Regions from separate parts of the Sus scrofa genome. Here regions 1, 3 and 4 are each linked to region 2. A link is a contact called in public Hi-C and promoter capture Hi-C data. All regions are on one chromosome and are shown on one strand. Each heading gives the region's core, a stretch centred on a gene start, on an enhancer-like site or on the middle of the called end of the contact. The rest is flanking DNA. Distances are from core to core; before and after follow the strand shown.

The links. Promoter capture Hi-C pulls out the DNA fragments that hold promoters and counts their contacts. Hi-C and Micro-C count contacts between places; a contact is called where the count stands out from the background.
Region 1: a Hi-C map of liver shows a contact between it and region 2, with 7 times the contacts expected there. The contact joins the promoter of SELENOV here to the promoter of PLEKHG2 in region 2. A contact is called at or near these places in 2 of 47 Hi-C or Micro-C datasets (liver and skeletal muscle).
Region 3: a Hi-C map of epiblast stem cells shows a contact between it and region 2, with 4 times the contacts expected there. The contact joins the promoter of LRFN1 here to the promoter of PLEKHG2 in region 2.
Region 4: a promoter capture Hi-C map of liver shows a contact between it and region 2, with 4 times the contacts expected there. The contact joins the promoter of SAMD4B here to the promoter of PLEKHG2 in region 2. A contact is called at or near these places in 1 of 5 promoter capture datasets (liver), 10 of 47 Hi-C or Micro-C datasets (alveolar macrophages, blood, embryonic fibroblasts and 3 more) and 2 of 2 datasets of contacts at active chromatin or transcription factors (alveolar macrophages and skeletal muscle).

What each region holds. Positions count from the first base shown.
Region 1 is chr6:48,160,722-48,164,223 of Sscrofa11.1, forward strand. SELENOV (selenoprotein V) reads left to right here and starts at 1,707. Exons shown (of 6, transcript NM_001166045.1): 1 at 1,707-2,543. The coding sequence starts at 1,747.
Region 2 is chr6:48,067,771-48,070,926 of Sscrofa11.1, forward strand. It overlaps PLEKHG2 (pleckstrin homology domain-containing family G member 2), which reads left to right and starts at 1,762. Exons shown (of 21, transcript XM_021094371.1): 1 at 1,762-2,611. TRNAI-UAU (a tRNA gene) reads right to left here and starts at 1,417; the gene lies at 1,325-1,417.
Region 3 is chr6:47,980,119-47,983,303 of Sscrofa11.1, forward strand. It overlaps LRFN1 (leucine-rich repeat and fibronectin type III domain-containing protein 1), which reads right to left and starts at 1,414. Exons shown (of 7, transcript XM_021094364.1): 1 at 966-1,414; 2 at 162-237. It overlaps LOC102160572 (a long non-coding RNA gene), which reads left to right. Exons shown (of 3, transcript XR_002344655.1): 3 at 1,392-1,476.
Region 4 is chr6:48,001,463-48,005,007 of Sscrofa11.1, forward strand. SAMD4B (protein Smaug homolog 2) reads left to right here and starts at 1,264. Exons shown (of 13, transcript XM_021094367.1): 1 at 1,264-1,413.

The DNA.
Region 1 (3,502 bases), core at 457-2,956, 93 kb after region 2:
ACAGCTCATGGCAGTGCCAGATCCTTAATCCACTGAGCGAGGCCAGGGATCGAACCCGCAACCTCATGGTTCCTAGTCGGATTTGTTTCCCCTGAGCCAGGATGGGAACTCTCTTTCTCTCTTTCTTTTCTCTTTTTTGGCTGCCTTGAAGCATGTAGAGTTTCCAGGCCAGATCTGATCCCAGGATCAGATCCCAGCCGCAGCTGTGATTTACATAGAAGCTGTAGCAACGCTGGATCCTGTAACCCACTGTGCTGGGCCAGGGATGGAACCTGTGTCCTGGTGCTGCAGAGACACTGTTGCGCCACAGCAGAAACTCCCAGGGTCTTTCTTGGTCCTGGTTTTTTGGACCCAGGCCCAAGGGTTAACATAGGAGGGGCTCTTGGGTGTTGAGAAGCACAGTGGGCGGTATTTCTCTGCTCGAACCCCTTCCACGAATCTGCATCAGGTCTGTACTGACCTAATAGTATTGGACCATTTGGTTTTGACAATGTACTGTGGTTACATAAGATGTTTTGTTATGTAAGCAGGCAACCGTTGGTGAGTGACCCTTGGCGTTCCTGCTCTGCCATTGGTTGGCATTGCAGTGGGCCCTTCCCCAAACAAGCCACTGTGAGTGACCACTGGCCCCTCCCCTTCCTCTGTATAAACGGAGCATGAATTCAGATTGAGAAGATAGGTTTTTTGGAGACACTAGTCTGCCATCTTCTCGGTCTGTTAGCTTTCCCATTGAAGTCGTTATTCCTTGCCCCAACAATTTATCTCTGGGTTTTTGGCCTGTAGAGTTTCCAGCAGAACGAACTTGGGTTTGGTGTCAGTTACTGGGGAAAGCAGAGTGAAAGTTACACAGGAATTCTCTGTATGGCTTTCCCAACTTCTCATTTTAAAACTGTTTCAAAATAAAAATATATTTATATTTATCGAGTGCCTACTGTGTGCCAGGACTGGTTCTAGGAGCTGGGGATTCAGCAGTGAACCAGACAAGTTCTCACCCTGGAGGAACCCACAGTGTGTTAGAGCCCTTGGCGGAGTGGTTCTGTGCCAGGAACCCGGAGCCTGAGAGCCGGGATCTAAATCCTGGTTCTGCCACTTGCTGGCTGTGGGCACATGTGTAGCACTTAGCACTCTATGAGTGTAAAATGTGTGAGTATTATTTTCTTTGGGTCTCTCGGTTGTCCCTTCCTCTAGGAAGCCCTCTCTGATTGCCCCAGACTGGTTCTGATGCCTCTTCTGGGATCCCACAAGTCCCTGTGCTTCCTCACCCGTCTCTAATCCCTTTGCTTGGGCCTCCTCCACCCTGGCCTTGACCTTACTGGGCCGTCATTGTTTGGTAATGGCTAGATCTCCCCTACCTGGCAGGGAGCCTGATCACTGGACCTGAGCTTTCCTGCCTGCTGTGTCCCCGGAATCACCCAGCATAGGACTGTGCACACAGCAGCCACTCAAACATATAGTGAACGCATGAAGGTTAGGGACATTGGCAGTCTGTGTGTTCTCCACCCTGGAGGTGGGGATTCCAGAGATGGGAATTACTGGCGAGATCCCCGTGATCTCAGCCCCATCCCCCCCCTCCATCCCCTGCTCAGGTTGATAGAACCTGCCTGCCGCATGGAACCCGGTGTAACAGCGCCCCATTGTGGTCGCCTCCCATTTCAGAATCCTGTGCAGATGAGGCCCCCGCGGCCCAAGGCAGGGGGGTCAGGCGGGATCCCAACCCGGGTTACCTGGGGTCCGACCCTGGCCCCCATGAATAACCCGGCACGGGCCCCAGCCCCCTCCCCTGTCCGGCCCTCGGCCTCGCTGCGACCCTTGGCCTCAGTCCGGGCCTCGACTCCGGCCAGGGGTTCGACCCTGGCCAGGACCTCCCTCCTGGTCCGGACTCCCAATCTGGTCCCGGCCTCGGGTCCGGGTCCGATCCGGACCCCGACTCCAGTACGGACGCCAACTCCTGTCCGGACCCCGACCCCTGTTCGGACCCTGACCCCCGTCCGGACGCCAACTCCGGTCCGGACCCCAACACCGGTTCGGACCCCGACTCCGGTCCGGACCCCAACGCCGGTTCGGACCCCGACTCCGGTCCAGGTGCCGACCCCGGTCCGGGTGCCGACCACGGTCGGGATCCCAACGCCGACCCTATCTCAGGTCCTGGTCCCTGCTTTGGAATCCCTCCCGAACCCAGCCCTGCCTTCTTTGGATCCGCCCCTGGAACCTGATCCCGAACTCACTTTGTCGCCTGATGAGGATCCTACGCCAACCCCGAGGGCGAAGCACCTCCCACTGGTCGCCAATGGATTCGTTCCCGTCCAGGAGCCCCTTCCTGCGCTTTCTCCGTTGGCCACTAATTTACTGGAGTCCACGCCGGGGGCTGGGACCGACTCATCCACCACCAAGCTGACAGATTCCACTTCTGGACATGTCCCAGGGACGCCCATCCTGGCGACCATCCCATTGGCCGTCGCCTTACCGGTTTCTACGAACGCATTGGCCTCCACCAGCGAGAACATCCAAGTGGACAACAAGATCCTGATTCGAGTCGTCTACTGGTGAGGGGCTGTCCCCGCCCACGCCCGCTTCCTCCCTTGGGGACAGGGCTGCGGGGGCGGGGGCGGGGGTGGGGTAGCTCCACCTGCCACTCACTCTCCTTGGACCAGAGAGCTCTGGATTCAGTCATCCACTCTCTTGCTGGGACTGGAGTGTGAGCAGAGCCTCCCTACGAGGACAAGGGGTCAACTCCAGAGACTGAGTGTCCGGGACAGCCTTCCCCACCCCCAGGTGGCGCTTCTGCCGCTAAGTCTCAGTGAGGAGGCTACTTAGTGGTGTGGGGAGGGTGGGGAGGAGTAGGGGAGTCAAAATTGGGGGTGGGGGGGGGAACAGTGCTGTGCAGAGGCTGAAGGAGGGTGACTTTAGTCCTCGGTATGTGGGGTCCTAGAGTTGAACCTTTGTGTCAACAACAGCAACCCCAGGGGCCAGCCTTGACCTCCCAGAGAGCAGGGCTGAAAGTGGCTGGGAGGGGGCCCTGCCTTCCCCTCCAGTCCCAGTTCTCTCCTGTTCTCTGCCTCTCTCTAACTCACTCTTTTCCTTCCCCCACCGTGTGTGTGTCTCTTTCTTCTTCTCCCTGATTCCTCATCTCCCTCCTCTTTCTCTTCTTTTCTTTTTCTTTTTTCTTTTTGCTTTGTGTCTTTTTAGGGCCGCACCCACAGCATATGGAGGTTCCCAGGCTAGGGGTCTAATCAGAGCTGTAGCTGCTGGCCTACACCACAGCCTCAGCAACATCAGATCTGAGCCACATCTGTGACCCATACCACAGCTCACGGCAACGCCGGATCCTTAACCCACTGAGCAAGGCCAGGGATCGAACCCGAAACCTCATGGTTTCTAGTCGAATTCGTTTCTGCTGTGCCAGGACGGGAACTCCCACTTTTCTCTTTTCTAAAAATTAAAGTATAGTTGATTTATAGTGTTGTGTCAATTTCTGCTGTACAGCAACGTGACCCAGTCATAT
Region 2 (3,156 bases), core at 512-3,011:
CACGGTCTGGTCCTTCCCTTTGCAAAAACAGATTTTCTGCCCCTTCCAAACCAACCAACCAACCCTCACCTGAGAAAATGGCACCTACCACCAGGTACCAGTGCCAAACACCTGGGAAGCAGTCCTCTTAACACTCTTCATTCTCAAACCCTCACCCCAAAGAGCTGTAACAATGTACCCTCCTGCCTCCTCTGGTCCCTTCCCTGATCCTATCCAACATCATCTCCCACCTGAACCCCTTCCTTGTCTCCTGGCTCTGGTCCCTGCCCTGACTTTTCAACACTCCCCCTCTAGACAGCCAGAGGAAACCTGTCATGACACTTGAGTCAAATGGAATAAAAGCCAACGTCCTAAGTCCTCACCGGCTTACCCAGTCTGGCTCTCATCTTTGGTCCCTTTTGCTAGCTTCTACCGATACGTCTGACACGCTTCAGCCACTGGGCCTTTGCACAGGCTGTTCCTCTGCCTGGACTACTCCCCAGGTGTCCCAATAGCTCACTCCCCTCCTTCAGGTCTCTGCCCAAATGTGTCCTTAGTGAGATGGTCCCTGACTGCTATTGTTGCAACCCGCATCCTTCCTATGTTGCTCTACTTTTTCCATTACGTTTGTTGTTTATAACCACTTAACATATAAAATGGACTTAGATCTTTATAGCAATCTGCCTCCCCCACTAGAAAGTCAAATACTGGGGCAGAGACTTTGACTTTGTCTTGTTCACTGCTCTTATCACTCACACCTAAACTCTAAACAGAGACCAGACATACAAGGGTCACAAATTTCAGAATTTGTTAAAGTAAAAATAATAAATCGATTCGAAATGAGGAGGGACAGAGAAAACTCCAAGATACACATATACAAAATAGTACCTATGTGAGGTAATTGATGTTAACGGTTCTGGTAATTATTTCATACTTTATACACTATCTCAGGTTGTTATTTTGTACACCTTGGACTAATACAATGATATGCGGCGATTATATCTCGACAAAACTGGAGGGAAGAAATTCAAGACAGAGACAGATGGAGGAGAGAGTGTCACATACAGAGTTTGCAGAGGACACAAAAGTCTGGCATGTGCAGAAGTCTTGAACTGAGATTTGCAGACCCAGGCATCTAAGAGGCGATGCCACCCCCTGGTGACGATGAAGAGAACGGCACCTCCCACAATACAAAACACTCCCTTAGCGACCATCGTCAGAGTCCCAGGAGTCTTTCCAGTTTGAAAATTGCAAAGATCGAAACGTTCATTCCTCTAAGTGATGTAGGTGTTCGGCTCGATCAATAAGACATATAAATCTCTAAAATACTGATATGAAGAAAAGTTGCTCCAGGTGAGGATCGAACTCACAACCTCGGCATTGCTCCGCTTGCACTGCTATATAAGTACCGCGCGCTAACCGATTGCGCCACTGGAGCTTCGGCCGCACCCTCGCGTCCCGGGGTCCTTCAGTCGTTCTTGACCACGTGACCTCACTGGCTAGCTCCGCCTCATCTTTGCATATACAAATAGGAACCTTTGGGTTGGCCAATAGGAGAAAGCGCGTTACCAGTTCCGGATTCTCACGCCTCAAAGGCTCTTGCTGTAAAAGGGAAAAGTCTGAAAGGCGTTTGGAATGTGGGGGTGTAGCCTGCCTGGGACTCGCCTTCTTATGAATATTCAGAGCCTGGGGAGGAAGGGTCTTAACCCTTAGCTGGCTGGCCAGCCGGAAGGCGGCCCCTCCCCCTGCGGGCGGGAACAGGATATGAGCCCGGGCGGCTGGGGGGAGGGGAGGCCTCGGGCGACCGCCCCCTGCCCCACAGCTGAGACCGGACTATCCAGCCCTAGATGTGGCGCCGCCACCGTCCGAGACCCGTGCCACCCATCCTGGAGCCTGAGGGGTCCAGAGTCGCAGACTCCAACAGCCCGAAACTCTGCACCGCATCCCGAGAGACCCCCGAAGCCCAGGCCCCACCCAGCGTCCAAGCTTGAGGACCCCAGACATCCAGGTGCCCAGCGCCCCCTCCTGGAGAAGCCAGGAGTCCCCTTCAGCCCCGCGCGACCCTGTAGGCCCAGCTTCCTGCACTCAGTTTCGAAGAACTTAGGATCCCAGACCGGAGTTTCCCTCTAGAGTTTCCCAGAAAGCTAAGTCCAAGACTCCCCGGGTTGGAGGAACTTGGGATACGGACTCCTAGTGTCCTACCCAGCCTGTTTAGAGCTGAAGCGCCCACTACTTCAAGGGAAAGGGACCCTGGAATTTGGGGTTCCCTGCACTCCTGCCTAGAGATGGTTTAATTCCTGCTCTTAGAGTTAGGGGAACTCAGGAATACGGACTCCCCCCCAACCCACGAACCCATCTAGAAGGCTCAGGAATTTGGGTTCCCAGCACTACAATTTGAGATTCAAGAGTCGAGGCTCCCAGCATCTTCTGCTTAGAGGACCAAAGAAATTCGGACCACTACACCCCATTTTCGGAGAGATCCCGGAGTTTGTTCTCGGAACCTGAGAGCACGAAGTTCACACCTCGGACTTGCTGAGACGCGGGAGCCCCGGTTCTGCTCCTCCTCGGAGACCGTGCGAGGGTCGAATAGCAACCGGGCTGCCTTGCTCTGGGGCTGGAGACTCCCCGGGAGGTGAGGGGGAAGGCGAGGGGCCCCGACGGGCTGGGGGAGGGGGCGGCGCCGCTGCCGCTGAACAATGAGGGGGCGTGCCGGCGGGGGGCGAGCGGAGGCGCCAGCGGGAGTTGGGGGCTAGAGGGGTGTAGGGAGGCGCTGCGGGGGAGCTGCGGCGGTGGAGACAGTGAGCGGATCGCGCAGGGACCGGCCAGAGGGGGTCGAGGACTCGGGGCCAACCGCCCCAACTCGCAGCCCGCCCCAACTCGCAGCCCTCGGCGGGGGAGGGAGCCGTCTGCAGGACCCTGGCATCCGGTTCCCCAGCCTGCTCCGCCCTCCCCTGGGACCCCGCGGCCTCCCGCCCACGGCTTTTTCCCAGCCCTGCCCCTCGCCCTCGGCTGAAGCCGGAGCCCTAACGTTCCCAGGATCCTTGAGCCCCTGGCCCCAGACACACCAGACTCATAGCTTGGGCGACTCGTTAGGTCTTCTTTGTCTCACCCTTTCCATCTTTTTCTCAGTGGTAGCTCTCCTTGTTCCCTCTTTTTGTCACTTTGTCTCTGTCTCCC
Region 3 (3,185 bases), core at 164-2,663, 88 kb before region 2:
GCAGGGATGGGGCTGGAGAGAGGAAGCAGAGGCAGAGTCAGGGTGTCCCACTAGCTCTGAGGCCCCCTCCTAACCTGTCGTGCACTCCCTAGGGGACACTACTCTATGCTGGACAGAAAAGCCTGGTCTGGGAGGTGGCGCTCCTGAGTTAGGAGACCCACCTTTTCTGCACCTGCTTGGCTGTAGGGTCTCCAGGGTTCAGAGCTGCAACCTGTGAAACAGGAAATCTTCCCATAGCTGGGGGGTAGGGGGGGCAAATTGAAACAGTAATAATAACAATGGAACCAGAACCTGGGCCCCCCTGCTGCCCCATTCACATCCCAGTGCCCTGATGCCTGACTTTAGTCAGGTGACTTCTTCTCTTTATGCCTCAGTGTGTTCATTGGTAAAATGGGGGTGATAACACCTATCTTATAAGGCTGTTATGAGTCTTACATGAGATAATAGACTGGAAAGTACCTAGAGTGGTTGCTGACCCAGGAAACACTATATAAATGTGAGCTGCCATCAGCTTGATCATTCTCTCTGGCTCTCTCTCAGCCACTAGCAGGTTTGACTATCAGATTTTCCCACATCCATGCACATACACACACTAAATGGTACAGCATCCTCATGCCGCTCTCCAAATGCAGGCTCATTTCATGTCAGGAAACTCTTGCATCCTTTACTGATAAAGAGGAGACTTCCCTTTGCCAACCACCTTACCCATCTTACCTCCAGGCCTGAGACACCCCTGCCCCACTGACCCCCACCCCCACCCTGTGCCCTGGTTCTATCAAGCCCTTACCCAAACATGATGTTCCTGACCTGGTCACCACCCCCAGCCTGGGTGGGCGCCTGCCCCTCAGGAAACTGCCATACCGGCCACAGAAATCCATACAAGGCAGAGCTCCAGGCCTCTGGCTGGCTCAGAACAAACCCAATCACTCCATTTCTCTCTCCCCAGCTTGAGGGGCCCCACTCACCTCTCTTCAGGGAGTCAGGGCCTGGGCCAGTCCCTGCAAAGGAACAAAACCACACGGTTAGCATCCTTCTGGCTCCTCTCTGGAGACCTGCCTGAAAGACCATCTTAGCCAAGGGCGTCCCTGGTGTGATCACTCTCTTAGCCTTCCTGCTGCAGGTTCTCCACAGGCTAAAGTGGACCCAAGAAGTCATTTCTGCAAATGCAGGATTCCAGGCCTCTGACTGTTGTTCACCCTCCAAAACCTAAGAGTCTAGGACTTTTGTCCTTTGTCCTTTGGAGGCTCAAGAAGCAAGAACCCACCCTCCTCCCCCTGCCCCTCAAGAGTCCAGGTCTCAGGCCCTTCCTTTCTCAAGACCCAGGAGTCTGGCCCCTCAGCCCCCTTCTCCTTCAAACCCAGGATTCTAAGCTCCCAGCTTCCTCTTTCCAGAATCCATACCCCAGTCGCCCAACTTCAAAGACCTGAACAGTACCAGGAGCTGGAAGAGGACCAGAAGTTCCCATGTTCGCCGTCACACCTCTGTCACACCAACATGTGTGGACATGCCAGAACCTACATGGGCCCACAACCTATGACTCTACATCTGGATTTCCATGGACACAGCAGCAGGATCTGTGTGTCCCCTGCCCTCCATTGACTCCTGTCCCAGGTGTGGACACACTGTGTCCATGGACCCCAGTAGACCCCAGGTCACGTCACAGGGACCCCAGTCTCACTGGGCTCAGAAGTGGGGTCAGCCTTGTGCTGGGACACAGGCACCTGTGTGCACATCACCCTGCACATATATATTTGAACGCACCCAACCCCACCCCCCAGAGGCCAACATGGACACACAAATGGAGACAACATAGACGTATACCCTCAAGGTTGACACACCTGCACACAACCACACAACACTGCCTTTTCCCTTGCACATTTAAACACAGATGCACACACAACAGTGAAATGCACTTACCCCCAGGTGCATGCACCTATAACAGATCTACCCTTGCACACTCGCCAACACACAGGGGCATGCACATATAACATGCTCACTTGCACAAAGATACATATGTGCATGCTCTTAAGTGCCCAAACACACTCTTACAACCTCACATATCCCCAGGACACATGTTCACAAAGCTGATATATTCCTACACCATCAGATGCATAAATGCACACACTAGCGGATACACACATCACACATACACACAGAACTACAATGTGCAAAGACACTTAAAAGGCTGATACACACTCCAACAAGCACACGGGTACAAAAAGATCCACCTTTGCACAGATACTCCGAGATATTCACTTATCACAGACACATGCTCACACAACAGCCCTGGGAGGTATTTACACACTTATAAACACCACAAAATATTGAACCACAGTGGCACAGTCAACAGATAGGCACAGACTCCCATTCACACACAGTCACGAACACATCCCTCCCAGCCCTGAGGCACCCCCGCCCCACCTACTTCCCAAGCCAAAGAAATCCCAGCATCCCTCCCTCCCAGCAAGCCCCCCCATCCCCAGCCAGGTCAGAGTTCAGCAGGTCAAATCTCAGGGGTTGGGGGCTGAGTCCTAGAGCACTGGTTCAAGGCAATCCTCCCACCAGCAGCCCAAAGGTCCCCCAGCCCGGCCGTCTGGATGCAGGCAACTCTGGCCCCATCTGCGGAGATCTGACCAGTGGGGGTTGGGGTGGGGTGGGTGGGGAAGGACCCAGTCTGTGTCCCTCCCCTCAAGGCCCATCTGTCCATCCCTCGGCCTCTCATCCCTCCATCTGTCCACCTACCGGCTGCCCATCCCCCCAACCAGCCACCAGGAAGGGGAAGACATGGCCGTCTCCCCCAAGGACCGCCGAAGCCCCCCCCAATAGACACGGACAGGGACAGAGGGAGCGGCAAACTCGCCTCCCCCAAACCCATACAGAGGCCTGGCCCCACAAGGTGCTGAGCCCCAGCCCCCAGGCCGGAACCTGACATGGACGCACAGACACACACCCTCGGAGACATACAACCCGCAGACACACACACACACACACACACACACACACAGATGGACACCCGAGCGGGCACACCCGGCTACACAGACCCTTGGATGGACATCCAACCCGGACACAAACATCCAACGCAGCTAGCCGCGCGCACACACTCGCTGGAGGGGGGTGGGAGGCCCACACCTGAGCACACAACCCACGCACACACACCTGCACACAGCCCCTTCGATGGGTGCGCG
Region 4 (3,545 bases), core at 14-2,513, 67 kb before region 2:
CAGCCTCCTGGACTCCAATGCTAGGTGGCCCACACTGGGCTCAGTACCTTCCAAACCTGCTTCTCCTCTGGGTCTCCTTCTCAGGGAAGGCCCCCAAACCCCCTAGTTTTCCAGCCAGAAGGCCTTGTCTTGGATTCCTCCCTCCCTCCCCCTCCGGGGCCAACCAGTCCCAGGGCAGCTTCACGGGCCTCCTGGGCGTCCATCCCTCCCACCAATGCCCCCTTCCCTTCCCATAGTCCCACCCTAGTGCAAACGCCCCTCTCCCACCACAGCTGCTTCCCTGGACTAATGGCTCCAGTTCTATTCCCTCCAATCCATCCTCCATATAGAAGCCGGGAACACCTTTCCAAACCCCCACCGATTCTCCTTGGCTTGAAGCCCTGCCATGGCTTCTCAGTGCCCTGGGGACGAGTCTCAACTCTCTCAAGTGGCCAAAGTTCTGGCCGTGACTCATTTCCCTTCACTCCTTGCCTTAAATTCTACTTTCCACTCCGAATACATTTCTTTGAGTTCCTCTACCAACCATGGTCACCTGGAAGCCTTCTGAGGGCCCCCACTCTGGTTAGTTGACACCGGTCCAGGACAGTGTGTGAAATAAAAAGGTTACAACAGTCAGAGCAACAACCCCCATTTACTGATGGTCTGCTTGGTGTCCAGCACTTTATATATGTATCGTCTCTTTCGATCCTAATCCCATTTGAGAGACAAGGCAACAGACGCAGAGAAGGGTTTGGTGAGAGAGCTGAGACTCCTACAGCCCGAGCGCCGACCCGCAACCTGGAGGGTCAGGGCACAACCGGGCCCAGGCCTAGAGCAGGGAGCGCTGGCGGGGTGCGCTGGCGGGACGCGCCACCAGTCCTTGAACGCCAGAATCAGGAATTGTGACTTATGTCGCGGCCGGTGAGGTAGACCGGCACGAGACTGCCCCCTGCGGGCCTGGAGGCCCAATCCCAGACTCCGCCGGGCCCGTTGCCCATAGCAACGCCGCGCGCGCCCCGCCCCTTCCCCGCCCGCCAGCCGACTGCCCGTCAGTCGCGCAGCCGACCAATCCCACAGAGCAGGGGGCGGGTCTTGTGGGCCTCGTTCCACCTCCGTGGCCCCCCTCTCCACCGCGACCCCGCCTTTCTCCGCGCACACCTCCCGCCCTTCGGGCTGCCCTCGCCGCCCATTGGTGGGTGCGCTGTTCATCACCTTGGCATCAGCTAATGCGGGCGCGCTGCGGTCCCTGGGCGGGGCCAGGGGCGGTGACGCACGGCGCGGTGACGCAGCGCGACGGCGGCGGCGGCGGCGGCGGCGGCGGTGGTCGGTGCGGGAGGAGGGAGGGGAGCTCGCGGGCTGGAGAGGGGGCGACGGCGGTGGCGGCGGCCTGAGGAGGCCTGGACGGCGGCGGCGGCGGCGGCAGAGGCCGAGGCGGTGAGTGGCCGGCAGGGCCGGGCGGACGCGAGGCGGCGGCGGGTCGGGGCGCGCGGGGCTCACCTCGGGGCGCCCCAGGCCGCGCGGGCGGCCCCGCCCCCTCAGGGACCCCGGGCGGTGGCGGGCGCGGAGTGCGGGCCTCGGGACTCCCGGCCCTCGAGAGAATCCCCCACACCGGTCTCCTGAGTCGCCCGCACAGGCCGCTTCTCGAGCTCTCTCCGAAATTCTCGCTCCTCGGGGTGGTCGGGGGGCCCGGCCCGCAGCCCTTTCTCGTGACCCCCCCAGGTTTACCTCCGACACCTCCCTGGCGGGCACGCCCACAGATCCCCGGAGTCTGCCCCAACTCCTCCATTCCCCTCCCACGAGGCGAAAGACCTCGAGAGACCACCTCTGGTATTTCTACGTCTGCTCCAGACCCCGTCATACGCCTCAAAAATCTTCCTCAGAGGACCCCCCCCCCCGTGGCCCCAGATCCCCCATCCTCCTCCCGTGACCAAAAATATTTCCCCGAAGCCACTCATGTACCAACAATATGTGTCATATATCGTCTCTAGGAGCCTCCCTTATAAGCCCTAAACATCTCTTTCAGAGACTCCCCGAAATCCCCTCCAGACCCCGTACATTCCAGAAATCTCCCCCAGCGACCTACTTAGCATGTCCCAACAATCTCCCCCAGATTTCCTTCTCACACATCCCAAGAATTTTCTCTCCCACCTACCCCCATACCAGAAATCACCTTGGAGATTTTCCACTCAGAGCCCCAAAATCTCAGAGCCCCTCCCCCCTGGAATCCTCCAGAATGCCCTTGATAGCCCCTGAGAATCTTCCTCAGAGACTCTTGGATCCCCACAGCTCACCTGGAGGTCCCGTGTCCGGTGACTTCCCCCCCCACCCCCGCGTTTCCGCAACATCCACCTCCCATTTACGCTCCCCCCCTCACATATCCCAGAAGTCATCCATACCTTTGGACCCTTCCACAGACCCCCAAAATTTCTTCTAAAGACCTCCTCATGTACCCCAAATCCCACCACCCTGAAATGCCCTGGAGATGACCCTCACGCCTCCCTAAAATCTTCCCCTGATGACTACCTCAGACCAAAATTCTCCTTCAGAGATGCCCTGAAATCTGCAGAGAATTCTCTTCTCATATTCCACAAGCCTCTTCCAGAACCTCTTTTTTGTATCCCGAATCTTTCCCAGTAACCCACGCGAAATATTCCATAAATTGCTTCTTCAGGATTCCAACAGTTTTCCTCATAGTTTCTCTTTGAAATTTTATAGAACCACCCCCCCCTTAGATAACCTTTCAAAAATCTCTCCTATATGAACTTTTTTCAAATAAGCTAAAAATCCTTCTCATAACCCCCCCCCAAAATCCTAAGACCTTCTCTTCACGACCTCTCTGAGATAGTTTTTCAGGACCTCCTCATATCTTCTCAGAGACCCCAGCGACACCCTCGAGTCTGAGGTATGCCCTTGAAATCCTTCCCAAGACCTCTCCAGCACCTCCCAGAACCCCTTCAGTCTCCACTCAGAGACCTCCTGCCTTACTAAGAGACTTCCTGCATAATTCCCTTCCTGAAAACGCTCCCTGGGTTTCCCTCAAATCCTCTAGAACCCTCTGTAGAAGACCCCCCCACTCAGTCTTCCTTCAAGATAACACTGAGCTCCTTTTTTAGAAAGTCCCAGAATTCTTTCTGAAAAACCCTCTGCCCTGATAGTCCCACAGTCCCCTCAGAAGACCCACCGTCCTCATACATTCTTTTGAGGATTTTACTCAGAGATTTCTTTTCTTAGTTCTCTGAATTGTTCCTAAAAAGATCTGTTGTCATCCTGATTCAGTAAATCTAAGATCTCCACGGAAGACCACACCTCCCCAGACATCCTTTAGAGAATTTTCTCCAAAACTGCTGTACATCAGTAACCCCAGCACTTTGGAGTTCCTGTCCTGACGCAGCGGAAACGAATCTGACTAGTATCCATGAGGATGCAGGTTCGATCCCTGGCCTTGCTCAGTCAGTTAAGGATCTGGCATTGCTGTGAGAAGTGGTGTATGTCGCAGACGCGGCTTGGATCCGGATTTGCTGTGGTGTAGGCCAGCAGCTGTAGCTCTGATTTGACCCCTAGCCTGG